2 separate regions of the Zea mays genome follow, and region 1 is linked to region 2. A link is a contact called in public Hi-C data. All regions are on one chromosome and are shown on one strand. The core of a region is the stretch at or near the end of the contact, and the rest is flanking DNA. Distances in the headings are between cores, read along the strand shown. Region 1 holds the start of LOC100284837 (2-methylene-furan-3-one reductase). Region 2 holds the start of LOC100274041.

What was found. Hi-C and Micro-C count contacts between places; a contact is called where the count stands out from the background.
Region 1: a Hi-C map of ear shows a contact between it and region 2, with 5 times the contacts expected there. The contact joins the promoter of LOC100284837 here to the promoter of LOC100274041 in region 2. A contact is called at or near these places in 6 of 25 Hi-C or Micro-C datasets (ear, leaf and tassel).

What each region holds. Positions count from the first base shown.
Region 1 is chr1:224,462,338-224,468,671 of Zm-B73-REFERENCE-NAM-5.0, forward strand. LOC100284837 (2-methylene-furan-3-one reductase) reads left to right here and starts at 2,171. Exons shown (of 4, transcript NM_001157732.2): 1 at 2,171-2,703; 2 at 2,791-3,114; 3 at 3,207-3,366; 4 at 3,479-3,915. The coding sequence starts at 2,293. The coding sequence ends at 3,744. It overlaps LOC103643331 (phosphoglucan phosphatase LSF1, chloroplastic), which reads right to left. Exons shown (of 10, transcript XM_008666489.4): 3 at 6,187-6,334; 4 at 5,998-6,069; 5 at 5,779-5,900; 6 at 5,134-5,349; 7 at 4,895-5,003; 8 at 4,636-4,748; 9 at 4,357-4,504; 10 at 3,767-4,157. The coding sequence ends at 4,035.
Region 2 is chr1:224,273,178-224,279,488 of Zm-B73-REFERENCE-NAM-5.0, forward strand. It overlaps LOC100274041, which reads right to left and starts at 2,676. Exons shown (of 5, transcript NM_001148422.1): 1 at 2,527-2,676. The coding sequence starts at 2,581.

The DNA.
Region 1 (6,334 bases), core at 921-3,420, 190 kb after region 2:
ACTTTCAGAGGCATTGGGTCCTATGTAGTTGCATGAAATGTGAACATATGAGTGTTTCATGTCAATACTGAATGGCTATGTATCAACCCATGCTCATCCCGAGGCATCCATCATAGCGGGGTGCTTTACCGAAGGGGGCATTGAGTTTGGAGGTCCATTCTGCAACAGTATCCTAAAAGACTAGGTTGCAATAGGTTTGTGTTCGTCACGACACGATGATAGACTGTATGGAAGCGAGAGGATGGGACATAAATTTTCCATCCCACCGGATTACAATACAATACTTGAGGCGCATCACAACATCCTACATCAGCTAGCGATAATGGAGTCATTTATCCAACAACACATCAATGAGCTTCGCGAGCAAAATCCTAGGCATACGAATGATTGGGTAATGAAGCAACACAAGCAGCGGTTCAACACATGGCTAATGGTGAAGGACATTCCACATGAAGAAACAATAGAAGATAAAACCATCAAGGGGTTGGCATCTCGACCATCACGCCAGGTTACGACATGGCAAACCTATGACATTAGTGGATTCACATTTTTACCAAGTCCAAGGACAAAAGAGCATGTCACAAAATAGTGGTGCTCGATGCGAGGCCATAGACGATGAAACTGGTGAGCTTATTACATATTTTGGATTTAAGGACATATGGGAACTAGACTATGGTACATATTTTGGCTTTAAGGACATATTTTGGCTTTAAGGACATATGGCATCGCCTATTCATCCAGTGATGCCAGGATACTTTCCACCCACCTACTCATCATCGATATATTGTCATGTTCAAATGTGGAATGATATAATGATGAACCCGTGGTACACGCATAGTCCATTGGCCTATTCAGAATGGGGCCACCTCCATTCTATACCTTTTGATCCATTGATCAGATGGTCATGATCGAGAAAAGTGCAATCCAAAACGACCTTTATGCATTAGAGCTCTATTGGATGATCACCCTATTGATTTAAAAAGCTGGTGACTTGCATCTGGCGTAGTTCTTACTTTGGGAACAAGACGACTTGTGAGATCTATTGTTTTCCGAAGAGTGCTGGCAGTACATATGCTTTTGATTCGTTAACCTCCACCAAAAGGCAGGGACATATGTTGAACACCTGAATGGACAACCGGACTGTCTGGCCCTATAGGTCGGACTGTCCGCGGTCCGGACGGTCCGCAGTGGCGGCACTCACCGTCCTCGCGTGCGTAGAATCAGTTAGGGTTCCAGATTTCTTGCGGGGTTTGTTAGCAAAACCTGCGGGATTAACTCGGAAAACGACTTGTAACGGGTCCAGAGCTCCCCCTTTATATAGATGAAGGGTTACGGCCGATTGAACCCCCAAAATCGATCCAACAACTCTACTTATCGTTGTACCTTATGCATTAGGAGTAGCCCTAGTTTAGTCCTAGCTTAGCCTTCCTCTACATCGAATCTTCAACTCTCTTCGGCTCTACGTCGACTAGAGAAGTCTTGGATGGTCTGCCGACGCCAAGACACACCCTTGGATCTCTCCTCCCTGACGGGGTCTCTTCCGGTAGGCGAGATATAGGTCTGCTGCGAAGAAGACGACCCTCTGCATCATCGCGGACGTCCGAGACTTAGGCATGGACCATTCGGAAACGTACAGAGGAGGATCCGCTCCTGTGCACATGTCGCGGACCGTCGATCTAGGACCACGGATCGTCCGTGCCTCCATAGAGAGCACCGCCAGACAGTCCATCTCTGGTGTTTGGCGTCGAGATCGGAGAGAGTAATATTTTTTAAAACTCAAAACTGACGTAAAAAAATTTAAATAGCTCAATTAAAAAGTAAAAGAGATCTAAATGGAAGGAAATGTTGGAGAGGAGGTGAAATAGAGGAAAAGTATTTAAGAAAAAATATTTATTTAATATAAATAGAAAGTAGCAATATGGAGGATTTGGGAAGGGGAATCGTTGGGTCTGAACCAAACTACGTGCGTCCCCCTCCATTTCTGCCCCTGTCCGTCCACCGAGCCTGACGGTGTAGTCGTGTAGAGGAGCGGCCATCTGGAGCGCTATCGAACTTTCTACACCCAACACTTTGCCCATCGACGCTGGCAGTGCGACTCGCGCCAATCCAAGCCACAAGTGTCGTCTCCCCGAGCGCTACCCGCCACTCCTGACGGCCGCAAACGGATAACAACAGCCAGTGAAGCAGAGCAGCAGAGAACACCTGCAACGTTCATCCTGCTCCGTTTGCTCATAAGCACAGGCTCTGAACTGAGTTGATCAGAGACGAGCCATCGAGAGAGAGAAAAAAAAAATGCACGCGTTCCTCTCTTCGTCGATCCCGGCCACTTCGTACTCGAGATCATACTTCTTGCCGCGGCCGCCTCAGGCTCCCGTGAAGCTCGTCGTCCCGTCGTCAGCGCCGAGGGTCGCCGCCGGTAGAAGAACAGCTTCGGAAGCTGGTCGGTCGGGACGGTGCGTCGTCGCGGTGTCCGCGTCCTCGTCCCCGGCCACGGCCGCGGTGGCGACGGAGGTGCCCGGGGTGATGAAGGCCTGGGTGTACGACGCGTACGGGGACGCCGGCGTGCTCAAGCTCGACGAGGCCGCGGCTGTGCCGGCCGTGGGCGAGGACCAGGTGCTCGTCAAGGTCGTCGCCGCGGCGCTCAACCCCGTCGATGCCAAGCGGCGGGCCGGCAAGTTCCAGGCCACCGACTCCCCTCTCCCGGTCTGATGATACAGCTATCCTCGTACTCGTATCGTCTTGCAAATTATTGCTTCTGGGAGTGCTGAACCCTCTGCTGTGATACTGCAGACCGTGCCGGGGTACGACTTGTCCGGCGTCGTCGTCAAGGTGGGCAGCCAGGTGAAGAAGTTGAAGGAAGGCGACGAGGTGTACGGCATGGTCAGCGAGAATCCGCTGCAGGGGCCCAAGCAGTCCGGCTCGCTGGCGGAATACACCGCCGTCGAGGAGAAGCTGCTGGCGCTCAAGCCCAAGGGCCTCGACTTCGCGCAGGCCGCCAGCCTGCCGCTAGCCGTCGAGACCGCCAACGAGGGCCTGGAGAGGGCAGGAATATCCGCCGGCAAGTCCGTCCTCATCCTCGGTGGCGCCGGCGGTGTCGGCTCCCTTGCGATCCAGGTACTGTTTGCATGTTGGTGTGGGTACGTACGTACCGAAGACTGAACTCAACCTTGCAATGCTGCTGCCTCTGCTCTTGATGTGGAATGAAGCTAGCGAAGCATGTCTACGGCGCGTCCAAGGTAGCTGCGACGGCCAGCACCAAGAAGATCGAGCTGCTCAAGAGCCTAGGTGCCGATGTCGCCATCGACTACACTAAGGAGAACTTGGAAGAGCTACCGGACAAATACGACATTGTCTTCGACGGAGTCGGTAAGATCACCATCATCAAACACATGCCCAGCACACACAAAAACAAAAATCCGTCACCCACCCTCAGGCCTCGGCTGACATGATCTGCCCTTTGCACCATCGATCCATTCAGGTCAGGGTGACAAAGCTGTCAAGGTAGTGAAGGAAGGCGGCAGCGTGGTGGTTCTCACCGGCGCCGTCAGCCCTCCAGGGTTCCGGTTCGTCGTCACCTCCAACGGCTCCGTCTTGGAGAAGCTCAACCCGTACCTCGAGTCAGGGAAGCTGAAGCCACTCATCGACCCGGAGGGGCCCTTCTCCTTCTCGCAGGTTGTGGAGGCGTTCTCCTACCTTGAGACCGGGAGGGCAACCGGCAAAGTAGTCATCTCTCCCATCCCATGAGAGCTGTAGATTGCAGAGCCTGTTCACTGGCCATTTGCGAGCCGGCCTCCGATTATATCAAGAGTGTCAGTCTAAAATGGAGTTCATTTCAGGTATACAGTCCATGGAATTACAAAGAGGTGTACATTGTGCCCATTGCTGAGACACTTAGCCACGTTCCAGGTTTTGTGTGAACGGGTACATACAGTAAGAAGCCCCTCTGTTGTTACATACATGAGTTTTCTGTAGCTTCGAAAATCGCTGATCCTCGATGACGCCTGGTTCCGCTCGGAGAAGGACGACCGACACGTCTACTGCTTTGGGGACAGTCTGATTGGGCAGATTGCAAATGCCATGCGGCGTGCTGCAAACGCCAATAAAAACCGCTCGTCCTCAGTTAGCGCCCTTTCTATGACCTTAACAACAGATGGGTCCTGCCAATGAGAGATGCCAATCGTATTATAATATGATACTATTGTTGGCTGTAGTAGCTACATAGTCTACTATTCCAAATTATTACCTAAAAACTCATATATGGTTTGATTGGTGAAAATATGAGAGAATGCCTAAATTGCAAAGAAGAACACAGGTGGGAAGTTCAATCGAGACACTGAAGGCAGTGGATTAACATACTTTTATATGTAGCTGGCTTGGAGCAGGACGAATCCGAGCAATGTCGCCAACTCTGATCACATTGTTGACATTCCCATGTTCATCTGTTTCTGTAGGCAACGAAGTCGAATGCCTCCATTGGCCCCCAACTATAAATTTGTAATAGTACCTAAATGAGTATAGGGTTAGTTTCAGTAAACTCAATAACCATCAGCAGCAAAGAGATCAGAAGATGATGGGATAGACAGATGTTGTTTCATAAATATCCACAGCCGTGAAAACAAGCAAGTGGCAACTTACTTTCCATGTCGAAGTCGAACTTCAGCCTCATATCTTGAGCCACCCTTGTGGCTGCACCTTATTTTGTCTTTCCAGTTACTTGTAAAATCTCCAACTAACTCTACATCCTCGCCCTAGAGCCAATGTCACGTGCAAGTTAACCCCCTCAAGTTATTGATTGTCAAGACCATACATGGGGTCTCACACTGACTCGAACAAATTATCTTTTATGCCAAATACTCACTCTTCCGTAATATTTTTTTGTATAAAAGGAACTCACCTCCCTACCACTGTTCCAAATGAAACAAACTGAATGTGTGGGACTACCATCATGCCTTCCATTTTCAACTAAAGCAATAAGATCCCAAGTTGCCCAAACAATTGCAGCTCTGCATCATTAAACGACTTTTTAGTTCTGAAACCGATAACCATAAAAACAACTGTGGCAGCAATCACAGTAAGCAACCACCTCTTTGATTAAGCATCTAACAAGATATATTTTTGCTCAACCATAATTACCTGTCAGGTCTACAAGAGTGCAAACCAGTGATGAACTTGTGAGCAATATGGAGAGGTGTATCTTGAACCCAGTGTAAGTATGATATCACACATGCTGGTGATCTATCATATCCAGTGGTACAAGTCACATATATGCGGTAGTTCTTCCTTATAAGACGCAACAGAAGACCAACACAAAAAGGAAGCTTCTTTCTTAGGTCCAATGAATCAACCTCTCTGAAAACATCCAGCATCAGTAGTTAAATGACAGTCAACTAATAGTAAGGTTAGCAAGCCTATCATGTCTGCAAAACAAGAAAAGATCTCACCAACATTTTACAGAGATCTTTTTTGTTCAAATAATTAATAGGGTGAAGCAGGATGAGCTCAGAATATTGAGAGATAAAGCACTTAAAAGTTAAAACATTAATCCACACAGCAACAAATAGTACACAACACTACAACAACAGTTGCTAAAGTATCACCGACAATGCTCTACAAATAAACAGCAAATTTGAACCTATATAAATTCTACTCTTGTTTGGCACAGGATAACAATTTCCTGAAATTTAAAAGGACACTACAGCTGGTTCAATATAACTATAGTGAAGAACTAGAATCAAACATTCTAAAGTTTATATTCTAGATGGAGGAATTACAGCATACCGTATAGGATAGTTAACCATCAAGATGTTATTCTCACGACAGGAACTGTTGATTATCTCAGAATTGATTCCCCAGTTAATGCGCTCGCTTTCACTTTGGAAATTCAGAACAGCAGTAATACCCTGAAGCCTTTTGAAGTATCAGAAATTTAACTAAACTGTAAGGTAAATGGAAGTATAAATGCAATGCAACAAATCTAAGCATATGTCAGGAACGTACCATAGTTTCTGATAACATCTTCACATCTTTCTCTGTTTGTATACATGACCCAACAAATATTTGTTCTGTTATCTGCGAATATTTATTTAAAACAAATTCCTGAGCTCTTGAAAGCATGCATAGCATTGACACACCCTTTATGGATGTACATGTCTAAAATTATGAACAGAAACAGTAGTCTTCCACTACCTTGCTGTACTGCATACCCAGTGAATGATTATAGTACAGTTCACCTTTAGCACGGTCTAGTGCTTTAATGTACTCTTCCAAAGGAAAGCTACCATGTGCCCACTCAGCATTGTCATCGTCTTCATCAGAATATAAACCAACAATCTCA
Region 2 (6,311 bases), core at 1,426-3,925:
CACGTGAATTTGTGTTCTCTTAGCCAAGTGCTTGCTACGGCAAGGTTCTAAAGGGACCTAACAATTGGTATCGGAGTGGCACGGTGGTGGTGACAGAAAGGAGCATGCTAAAGGCAAAAGGATTGTCTAGATGACTCTAGGGTAAGGTTGTATGCACTGTTGTGTACCTTGTTGAACAAGTGCCTGACAAAGAGAGTGGATGGTATTACCTCGTTCAAGGCATGGCATCAGAAGAATCCAAGATGATCTTCATTGTCGATGAGCAAGGATCCAAGACGCCACACATGTCAAAGCTCGAGGATTGTGGACGCAAGATGATCTTCATTGTCGATGAGCAAGGATCCAAGACCTACCGCGCCTATGACCCCATCACAAAGCGTGTTCATGTAACGCTCGATGTGGTGTTCGATGAAAAGGCTCAATGGAACTCAGGCACTCGAAAGATGAAGGTGAAACGTGCAATGGAGGTGACTTCACGGTGGAGTACATCACCTTGATTCGTACTGCTAGCACGATAGAGGCGACCGAAGAACAAGCTGAAGATCATCCTAGTGAGGTGAATGATGTTGAAGCAAGCTCACCACATGGAATCAATGACGAAAATCTAGACGTCGACCATGATGAAGATGCTCCACTCTAGTTCTACAACATCAACGGCATCATCGGCTCAGCTACGCCATGTATTTTTCCACCATGTGTTCTAGTGACAGAGGAATTGTGCAATAACCTCATATGAGCCCTTCTCTTTTGCAGAGGCCGAGCCTCTACCAAGCTGGAGGAATGCAATAATGGAGGATTTGGGTCCACCGAAGAGAATGGCACTTGGTACCTCACCGACCTTACACGGTTACACCCGATCGCAAAGCGATAGGGGTGAAATGGGTGTTCAACATGAAGAGAGACAAGCATGGGATAGTAACTTAACACAAGGTGGAGCTCGTGGCAAAGGGCTATGTGCAACAACACGACGTCAACTACGACGAGATGTTCACGTCGGTGGCCAGGCTTAACTTGGTGTGCCTGCTCATCGCTCTCGCGGCTCATGAGGGATGGCAGGTGCACATGGACGTCAAGACAACATTCTTGAATGGTGACCTACAAGAGAAGGTCTACATGGAGCAGCCAATTGGTTTCGGCATCACCATCAATGAGCACAAGGAAGGTGTTGTACGGGTTGCGTTAAACATCATGACCCTGGAAAGAGAAGTTGGACGACACTCAGATGACGCTTGGCTTCGGGAGGAGCCCATCGGAGCACACCATTTACATTAGGTGAAACGATGATATGCAGCTAGTAATTGTGGTGTACGTCGACGACCTTGTGATCATTGGCTCAAGCTGCAAAGACGTCAAGGTGTTCAAGAGAGAGATGGTGGCTACATTCAAGATGAGTGATCTTGGCTTACTTCGCTATTACCTCAGCATAGAAGTGAAGGACCAAATGGGACGTTGCTCAGTCAAGGGACATATGTAGACAAAGTTTCAGGAATTCCGCTCCAAGATTGGCATGATTGATGCTGGTAGCTCACACCAAAATTCTTAGGAGTGAGGGAAATAAACCTTTGGTGCTAGTTTAGTATGTTACCCATATTAGGAAATTAGCCTTTACGTGTTTGATCATGAGTGTTAAGATTGCTGTGTAGTTTGGTATGTTACTCGTGTTAAAAAACAGCCTTACGTGTTTGATTGTAGGACTGCAATTTACTTTCCATGTAATCTTCCATTGAATCAAAGGAATAGACATTGAAAAGGCAGTCAAGCTTTGCGGCACCAAAGCAAGATCATGTTCTTCTGAGTCACATGAGTTTGTGGTGTTCTCTTGGCCAGTGCTAGCACTACGACAAGGTTCTAAAGGGACCTAACAGGCTCAGGTGACGCATTGATACTCTGTGCTTAATACTCATTGGTTCCCCCATCCACCCTACATAATGGTCTTTTCCCAAAACTCACACACCTTATAAAACCGGATTGGAGCAAGTAACTCCAAGCAAGAGAGCCCAAAGATGCATTTAACGTAACAGTTTAGGCATTACATGACTATGCACACAGACATAAAAGTACCGTCCAATCTTTTAGCATTAAGAAAACATGAATCCCACTAGCAGACAAACAAGAATCCAGGGGCAACAACGTCAGTTATCAACTAGCACCACTATAGTCCATTTTAATTAAAAAGGTCCACTAACCCCTGATTATCAACAAGGCCGCCAGATTTAGCCATCCACAATCCACGAAATTCAAGACTTCGCCACAAGCCCAGGACAACCATCCTACATACGGATGGATTGGAACAGAAATTAAATAGCATTTAGGACAGACCTAACTTTCCTCATAGCATCACTTCAAAATTCAAGCTTCCTAGCGTATCATCTCACAAGATTACTGAAACCAAACCCAGCAAACGAGATAATTCAGACCTAGAAGAACAAGGCCACACACACAACACCCCTAATGGCGTGAAATTTCACATAATAAAAGGTGGCAGAACATGGCTTCTACCGGGGTAACCCGAGGCAGGGAGCTTACATTTGGGGAGGGAGACGTCCTCCTTGGACTTGCCGACGATGTCCATCGGGTCCATCTCCAGGCGCAGCAACGAATCCGCGCGACAGAAGGCGGGCGCGAGGTAGCAAGTGCTCCCCGCGAGCGAATTCGGACGACAATTCGGCTTGCTCGGGCAGAGTGGAATTGAGGGCCTAGGGTTAGGGGGCGCGGTAAGGCGGGTACAAATAGCAGGGGTAAGACTGGCTCCAACAGGCCAGCTATTTGGCAAGGCAAAGCTAATTTAGCTTGTCATGTAGTACTGTACCTGCTCCAATAGCCCAGCTATCCAGCCCAGCCAAATTACATGGGAGGAGAGAGAACCGGCAAATTAGCTGGCCTAGACACTGTCACACCCGGTTTTAGAAGGCAAACCGAATGCGAACCATGTACGTGTCAGGATCAGTTATTCACGTACACAGCAGTTACATAATATGGACATCATCACACAGTGCTCAAAATAGTATTAATAAGGGAAATAGTCGATTACATCATACGTCTGAGACGTCCATATAGTTCTTACAATAAATCAAAGTGCGGAAAAGAAACGTAGATAACCGCGGCCTTCACAGGCAGCCGACTGGGGGTTGCCGCTAACCCACACCTAGAACTCGTCGTAGTCTTGGAACTCCTGGAAGTCTCCTTCCACAACTTCATCTTCGCCTGAGCAGTGGTTGCAATGCTGACAACCTGGGGATGGGGGGGTTTGGTGTGTAGAGCAAGGGTGAGTACACATCAACATACTCAGCAAGTATCCTGTTTGGCTGTAGTGGACTAGCTTTATGTGGGGATAAGTCAAACAGTTGCTTTTAGTTGGTCAGATTATTACTTACTAGTAGAAAGCCAAGTTTTAGCATTAACCCAAGTTATTAACCCGATGTACCCTTTCCAAACGGAAAGAATACCACTTACCAGCACCATAGTCATAACCAGAATCATCGATCTCATAACCACCTGTACCAAAGTATCTCTGATCAAGTACCACTAATCATTGGAGCTCCCTTGGCCGCTCATAACCGTGAGCACGGCTGATATATCAGTTTTCAAACACTCTGCAGAGGTTGTGCACTTTACCCACAAGCCGTGATTCCCATTCTGCCCGGAGAGAGCTACTCCCCATTGACCACTACCTAGGTGGCCTAGCAGGGCATCACTACGTAGCCTTTACAAAGATTCCCCGAGGTTGTAGCCACCCGTTAGGTTTCCTAAATGCACCGCACTCCTCCCCAAGGGGCGAACCCAAACTTGGCAGAGCGAGCCGCATACACCGAGCCCCATTGACGGCACGACGGCTAAGTGAACTACACCCCGGATCCTCTAATTATTCAGCTAAGGGCACCCCATTCTACCCTCATGGTTGCACTGTTTTCCCGGGCGGTCATCCATAGAACAGGTCCTTACGGAGAGGCACTCGAGAAACCGCTCGAGTCCCCTTGATGACCACAAGTACAACATCATAATAAGAGAAGGGAAAACAGCGTATCATAGATAATCTCATCATGTTCATTGATTAGAGTTAAGCAATAGCATAAAGCTAAACAGTAATAATCCAACCCAAATAGGTGAACAAGGACATGGATAACAAAAGCTAGTCAATCCTTAGGCATAAATGTGTAAAGCGGGAGGTGAATTAAATAATGAATAGGACATAGATAGGTCAAAGGACACTTGCCTCCACCAACCGACTGCTGCTCAGGGGCTTCTCCTGCGAGCTCCTCGGGCTCTTCGACCGGATCGTTCTCTATGCGATTGCAAGCATACATACATTCATCCATTCAAATTGGGAAACAGACAGTACATCATACAAGGGAACAAATAAAGTGAATATGCATTAAGTATGACATTCGATATCGCATCAGTTATGGTTAGAAAGAAACGGGAAAAGGTCTCGCGCGGGGGGGGGGGGGGGGGGTTAAAGCTTATGCACTAATGATTAGTTACAATTGGTTCTAACAAAAGAATTCAGTTATATGCACTAATGGAAACCTAGTCGTTTTTAGTTGATCAACATTGGACTGGATAAACAATTAATTGTATGAATAGCTAGCATAACGAAATTCTAAATTAAGTTTCCTATTCCAATAACATGAACAATGATTAACCTACCTAAAATAAAATAAGTAACAGTAATGAAAGAGAATAAATAAAAAATAAAAAATAAAAAAAGAGGGGGGCGGTTGAACCGGCCAGGGGGCGGTTGAACCGGCCTGGGCAGTGGCGGGGGCGGCCGAGCCGGCGGGGGGGGGGGGGGGGGCGGCCGAGCTGGCGGGGCGGGGCAGGGGGCGGCGCAGGGGGCGGCCGAGCCGGCCATGGCGGCCGAGCGGGCGCGCAGGGGGGCGGCCGAGCCGGCGGGGGGGCAGGGGGCGGCGCAGGAGGCGGCGCAGGGGGCGGCCGAGCCGGCCATGGCGGCCGAGCGGGCGCGCAGGGGGGCGGCCGAGCCGGCCATGGCGGCCGAGCTGGGCGGCGAGCGGCCGGATCGGGGCGCAGGGGCGGCCGAGCGGCGAGGGGAAAGGGGAGGGGGAATGGGGGAGGGAGGAGAGGGGGAGGGGGGCCTCACCGGGGACGGGGACGGCCGAGCGGGGCGGCCGAACGGCGACGGGGCAGGGGCGGCGGCTTGGGCAGGGGCGGCGGCTAGGGTGGGGAAGAGAGAAAATGAGAGGGAGGGAGAGGGATTGGGGGGTTTTGGGGAAAATAAAGGGAGGGGGGCGGCATGGGCCAATTGAGCCCAAAGGGGGCGCGGGGGGGGGGGGGGTTGGGCTGGCCAAGGGCGGCCCAAGGCGCGGGAGAGAGAAAGAGGGAGGAGAGAGAGAAGGGAAAAAGAAAGAAAAGAAAAAGAAAAAAATAGAGAAAAGGTTTTTTCTCCTTTTCGAAATCCGACCTTCCTAGATGAATGCAACTTACATTTTTAAGCAATCGAAAGAATGCATGATTCGGCATGGTGCATCACACAAAATAAAGTAATTTAGGTTTTTTTCTTGACACGGGAATTCCAAGCCAAACCCCGCTATAACTTTGGAAAAGGTCAAGGTTTAGCGAGAGAACGAGAAAAGAAAAGAGTAACGCCTGAATTTGGTGAGAGAAAAGAAGAAAAAAATTCTACCCCCAAATTCAGGGCGTTACAAACCTATCCCCCTTAAAAGAATCTCGCCCTCGAGATTCAGGGTTGGCTAGCAAAGAGCTCAGGGTATTTAGCCATCAGATCATCTTCACGCTCCCAGGTTGCTTCTTCCTCAGAGTGGTGATTCCATCTGACTTTGCACATTCTGATGGTCTTCCTTCGGGTGACTCTGTCTGCAACCTCAAGGATTTGCACTGGCTTCTCAACATAGGTCAAGTCCTCCTGGACTTCAAGACCTTCCACCGGCAACTGCTCTTCTGGCACACGCAAGCACTTCTTCAACTGAGACACATGAAAGACATTATGCACAGCAGACAAATTCTCTGGCAGACTGAGCTGATAGGCCACTTCTCCACGTCTTGCAAGAATCTGATACGGACCAATGTAGCGGGGTGCTAGCTTGCCTTTCACTCCGAATCTTCTGACTCCTCTGATCGGTGACACTTTCAGATAGACAAAGTCTCCGACTTCGAAACTCAGCTCTCTTCTTCTTGTGTCTGCATAGCTTCGCTGCCTCGATTGCGCTATCTTCAGATTCTCTCGGACCATCTTGATGTTCTCTTCGGCTTCAAGCAAAATGTCTGGCCCAAACACTTGCTTTTCTCCGGGATGATCCCATTGCAACGGAGTTCTGCAACTCCTTCCATAGAGC